Regions from separate parts of the Rattus norvegicus genome. Here region 2 is linked to region 1. The links are chromatin contacts, called in public Hi-C maps. All regions are on one chromosome and are shown on one strand. Each heading gives the region's core, a stretch centred on a gene start, on an enhancer-like site or on the middle of the called end of the contact. The rest is flanking DNA. Distances are from core to core; before and after follow the strand shown.

Evidence for each region. A called contact is a pair of places that touch in the nucleus more often than the background predicts.
Region 2: a contact with region 1 is called in a Hi-C map of liver, with 1.8 times the contacts expected there. The contact joins the enhancer-like site here to the promoter of Scarb1 in region 1. A contact is called at or near these places in 3 of 12 Hi-C or Micro-C datasets (hepatocytes, kidney and liver).

Annotation. Positions count from the first base shown.
Region 1 is chr12:36,956,191-36,958,984 of GRCr8, reverse strand. Scarb1 (scavenger receptor class B, member 1) reads right to left here and starts at 1,489. Exons shown (of 13, transcript NM_031541.2): 1 at 1,162-1,489. The coding sequence starts at 1,287.
Region 2 is chr12:37,003,025-37,005,971 of GRCr8, reverse strand. Scarb1 (scavenger receptor class B, member 1) reads right to left here. Exons shown (of 13, transcript NM_031541.2): 6 at 1,443-1,558. Among named protein-coding and RNA genes, the nearest start is that of Scarb1, 47 kb to the right of the region's middle. Within about 2 kb of position 1,316, at least 2 of the 93 cell types and tissues checked have an H3K27ac peak or open chromatin away from gene starts, as enhancers often do. A contact at or near this core is called in hepatocytes and liver, where this site is marked.

The DNA of each region.
Region 1 (2,794 bases), core at 240-2,739:
CAGGAAGCCCAGTACACGTGACGGGTACACATGGCCAGGTCCTGACTGAAACCAAGGGCTCCTACTGAGATGATGCTGTCACCGCTACTTTGCTGGCCCTAACAGAAAGGCCCAGAGCAGTTCGGATGCTCCAACAAGAATGATCTTCCCTCCACCCAAGACACCATAACTCCTGGGACGCTGGAACTTCTTGGCAACTATAATCTTCACGTACAGGAGTTGAAAATCCAAAGCAATAGATATGTCAGTGTGGCCAAGAGGACTTAGAAATGCCCATCACAACTCCAGGAAAGCCACCTGTGGCTCCATCCGGAAGACCAGCCAGGACCTGGGAGGTGGCGGCCAGCCAAAGAGGGAGTATCCCTCATTCATTCCCTCCTTTCAGCGGGCAATGGGACACAGTACATGAAGCCATTCTTAAACTCCCAGTAAACAAACCCGCTAAGAGGTGAGATGTCAGTCAATCCTGTGACAACAGCTTCTTGGGGATCCCAGGTCCAGTTCGAACTGGTTGTTCCCTGAAGGCCAGCCTCCGTTTCCCCTTCCGTGGGAACTCAGCATGTCAGAAAAAACACTGGAGATTTTTTTACTCGGTAATCTCCAGGACTTACTTAATGAGCTCTGGGCTCATTCGGAGGACACCGGATCCCAGGGCAGAGTCTGTAGCTGGACCGGCACCGCCCGCCTAATATCGGTCCCCGGTTGAAAGGGCAAAACAGGGCCTAGGGCTGAGATCAAGGGAGAGGCCCGGCTGCCTGCCCTCGGCAGACCCGAGTAGTGTCTGCCTCTGCCAGTGCGTGGGAGCAGAAAGCTGCTTAACTCTCGAGATTGGCTGGCAGTGTGGGGGCGACCCAGGGCATCTTTGGGGCATCTAGGCGGGAGGAAACAGGCAGAGCACCCAGAGAACTGGGCGCCCTTAGAAGCCTCACAGATGTACTGGGGTTTAGCACAGCTCTTGAGGTTACTAGGTCCAGTCACCAGTCGGTGTGTGCTGAAGGGCCAGGCCACACTTCTGCTTCAGTGAGGATCAGGCCCCTGGGACGCTAGTGACTCAGACCTCCAAGGCTCTGGGGTGAGCCTGGGCCTCTCAGGTGGTGAGAAGGTAGCACCACCGTCCCATCCTGCGTCCCGATCCTCCTCACCCCAGGACCCTTCACTCACCTTGAGCACCTGCTGCTTGATGAGCGAGGGCACCATGAGAATCATGATAACGCCGAGCGCAGCACACAGCAGCCCTAGAACGCCCAGCCCCAAGGCCACCCAGCGTGCCCTGGAGCTGACGCCCATGTCCGCGTGCGCGGCCGAGAGTCGCTGGGCTCAGGACCTGAAGGGGACGGCGACAGAGGCGACGGAGGCCACAGAGATGACAGAAACCGAGCAGCAAGGTGTGTGCCTGACAGTGGCCAGAGCAGCAGTAGCCCTGCAGGTGGCCAGAGGTTTTATGCGCCATGGCCCGGGCAGCCCGCCCCCGTGTTCGGCGCGGGATTCCGGCTAGGGGTGGGAAAAGGCGGGGAGTGGGCGGTGCTCTGATGGTGAGGCGTGGGCGTGGCCTATGTCGGGAGCCGCCCCTCCGAAGTGCTGGGCTTTCCAAGCTCTTGCAGGGTCTGTATATCCGCTGTGTGTTTCCCCCACGCTTCCTGCTCTTGTCGCTGGCCTAGGTGGGAACCGATGCGCTCACCACAGAGGGCAGAAGTCCCTGGCACCGTCTGCATCCGCTACACCCCGCTCCTGCCACCTCTTCTCTCTTCCGACTCCTGCCAATGCCTCCCGCTCCCCTGCATCAATTGCAGTCGCCAGGGCCAGCCTCCGGGCCATGCACACCCTCCACTCAATTCCGTATCCCTCGGGACCTTTTGCATTCCCTGCACTCGGAACTCCGTATCCCTTTGGGCTTTTGCACATTCTCCATTCTGTGTCCCTCGCGGCCTTGATGCACTGTCCCCTCGGAATTCCGTGTCTCCCAGGACCTTCGCACACCCTTTGCTCAGAATTCCGTGTCCCTCGAGGCCTTAAGCACACCCTCCACTCAAAACTCCAGGCCCCAGACACACGCTGGGCCCCTGATTCCATCCAGGAAGGTGTTTGAGGGGCTTATCAGGATGCCGGGCCACTATGCTCCCTGCTGACTCTTCCTTATCACCCAGAGCCACCAGCTCAGCTGAACTCAGTTCTGCGTTCTTTGGCCTTAAGCCCCACTCAGGATACCTGCAGGGTGGTGGGGACTCTGTCTTGCCCTGCCCTGCCCTGCCCAGTGCCCAGTTAGTTCATTCCCAGCCCACAGCCAGAGCCTTTAACTCTAAGCACTCCCTGTTACAGCCAAAAAACAGAGACATAGGGTAACTTCCTCAGTGAGGGCAAGGCGGCCTGCTTCCCACTCAGGACACAAAGGATAGATATGCAGCTGAGAAAACCCAGCCCCACACCTGTCAAAACTGAGTCCTAGCTCCCGTTAAAACCCAGAAGGTCTCCTCTTGGGAACCACCTTCAGCAACATGACCCAGAGTCAGGATTTACTCAACACCTAGTAAGTTCTGCAGAAACAGCCAAGTCATCTTTCCAGCCCTGACAGATTCCACCAGACACACAAGAGTAAGCTGGAGGACTGGAGAGATGGCTCAGCAGTTAAGAGCACTGACTGTTCTTCCAGAGGTCCTGAGTTCAAATCCTACCAACCACATGGTGGCTCACGACCATCTGTAATGAGATCTGATGCCCTCTTCTGGTGTCTGAAGACAACTATAGTGTACTTATATGATGAAATACACATCGATAGACATGGTTCAGTGGTTAAGAG
Region 2 (2,947 bases), core at 67-2,566, 47 kb before region 1:
GTAAGTGCCTTGACTAGCTGCCTGGAGTCCTGCTTTGATCCCCAACCCCAGCCACAAGGATGGACCATAATCTGAAATTATAAGCACCATTTCTTTTCTATTTTATGCAGAAGCATCTGCTCAGAGGCGCTTCTTAGGTCGAAGTTAAATTCCCTGATTTTGATCATTGTGACTGTGTCAGAAGAGGCCTTTGCTTTTGGAGAACACTCCCTGAAGGACTGAAGGAACGGGGCACCTGGCCTGCATCCTGCTCTCACAGGATTCTGCCGGGCTGGATGACTTTCCAGCTCTAGGGATTCTCCACTTTTCCAGAGCTGGGTTTTGAGGCATACACAGCTACGTGGGTTCTGGGGCTGAACTCAGGTCCTTTTGCTTGACTGGTGTGCACTTTACTGATTGAGCCATCATCTCCCCAGCCCCGAGCCATCTCAGTCACCTGTGCCACCGACAGAGGCCACTGGTTTGGCAGGGCTGAAGATGTTTTCTCTAAGTCTGAAATCCTGTTTAGGGACTGGGGCATGACTCAGTATCCGACCATTTAAACTTAGTGGTTGTGAGGCCCTGGGTTTGATTATCAGCGCGTGCGTGTGCACACACACACACACACACACACACACACACACATACACACACACACACACACACACCCGAATAAGCAATTAAATAACTGAATCAATGAATGAATGAATGAATGAATGGGCTGGAGAGGTGGTTCAGTGTTCGATTCCCAGCATCCACATAGGGCAGCTCACAGCCACCTGTTACACAGCTCCGGGTAATCTGACACCCTCTGCTGGCCTCCTCAGGAATCTGCACTCATGTGCACACAGTCACACTGATACACATAATTAAAAACCAGTAATAAAATGTTAAAAAAAAAAAAAAGAAAGAAAGAAAAAAAAGAAAAGAAAAAAAGAATCAAAAGTTATGCTTTTGAAAGTCCCCAATGAGACACAGTCACCAAATCACGCAGACTTTGCCCACCCCATCATGGCTGTGTTGACACCTGGCACGAAGCATGACTGTCTGTGTTAGCTAGAGAGGCAGAGGGCTCAAAGATCAGCTTGGCGAGTCCCCAGGCCAAGGTCATCACCAGTGTGGCCAGATTGGAACACCACTTGGGAATGGGTCTCTGAAGACCCACCATGTCTTCCCAGGCCACAGTTGGGACCCTGGGATGGTAGAGCCCAAGCTACAAGACCTTGAGTGACCCTTTTCTACCATCAACCATCATCACTGCCACCGTGACTGAGTCCCCCAGTGACCTCCTAAGTCACCTCTCTCAGGTATTCTGTCACAGTGACAAGAAAAACCGCTGAGTCATAGTACACAGAGGGCCAGACCTTTGAGTACACTCCCCAGGAGCTACCTGAGTAGACCCTGAACTATCTCAGAAGCAGATTTCCCTGTTCGGAGGCAGGGGATCCCTATACGAGGGTTACCTGCAGGCTTCTGGGCTGAAGAATTCCAGTGAGGATTCGGGTGTCATGAATGGTGCCCACATCTGCCCGGCAGTACCATTGATCATGTTGCACTGTTCCGAATGCCAATAGTTGACCTGAAGGACAGGATAAGACATAGCCTTGAGGGACAGCCACAGCTTGCACCCAATACGTGTTCTGGTGCAAACACTGTCATACCCAAACCTGTGAGCAGGCTGTGTAGATGGAGCATCCAGCCCAGCTTCCTGCTCCCCACAGTGGGGCCAGAACGTACGGTATTGCTGGGGACTCAGTTAAGCCATCTGTACAATGGGTCCACTGCCCACATTGTCCTGTTTCCTGCCCCATTAGAAGTCAACATACACACTCCCACGAATGAGGAAAGCTGGGAGATGCCAGGAGAGCTATTAAGCTGATAGCAGGAAGGGCTGAAGACCTGGAAACTGGGATCCATCAGAGTACCCGCCTCTAGCCAGGGAGACCGGGACTCAAAACCAATTCTCGGGCCAGCTATGGTAGCACATGCCCTAAATTCCAGCGCTTGGGAGGCAAAGATAGGTGGACCCCTTGTGATGAGTTTGAGGCTAACTTGGTCTCTACAGTGAGTTCCAGTGAGACCCTGCCTCAAACACGAAACTAAATGATGCACTTCCCACTGTCCTTTGCTGTAAGAGATCTTTCAATCGGGCTTCTCATATTCGAAAGGAGCTGATGAGGGGCTGGAGAGATGGCTCAGTGGTTAAGAGCACCAAGAGCACCGGCTGTTCTTCCAGAGGACCCAGGTTCAATGCCCAGCACCCACACGGCAGCTAGCAACTGTCTGTGATTCCAGTTCCAGAGGCTCCAAGGCCCTCACACAGAAATGTGTGCAAAACACCAATGTCTACAGAATAAGGGCTGGATTAATATCAATAGCACCCACTAAGAATGGCCGTGGGCGGGGTTGGGGATTTAGCTCAGTGGTAGAGCGATTGCCTAGGCAGCGCAAGGCCCTGGGTTCAGTCCCCAGCTGGGGGGGGGGGGGGGAGAAAAAAAGAAAAAAAAAAAGAATGACTGTGGGCTGGGTGTGGTCACACACAGCTATGATGCAAGGGAACTGAGACAGGAGAATTGAAAGTTTGAAGCTAGCCTGGGGTACACACTGAGACTTTATTTCAGAATAAAAGAAACTGAGAAGAAAAAGAGTAGAGACAGTGAGATCAGCAGGGAAAACTTGCCCCAGTGAGGGGCTGGGGTGTGGCTCGGCGGTAGAGCCCCTGCCTAGAATCCCCCAGCGAGGGGCATAAGTGTAGCTCAGCGGTGGTGCCCTTGTCAAGGATTCACAAGGCCTGAGCTCCATCTTCACTACCTGGGCCTCTGGGCAACACAACAGAACAAAACCACATTACACATAAAGACGCCCCAAGGAGAAAAGCCAGCTGCAAAACAGCACATGACAGGATTTTTGTGTATTCGAAAAAGGAAGGAAAACATGTTCCTCTGGGCACACAGAGGCGTGGTGGTGG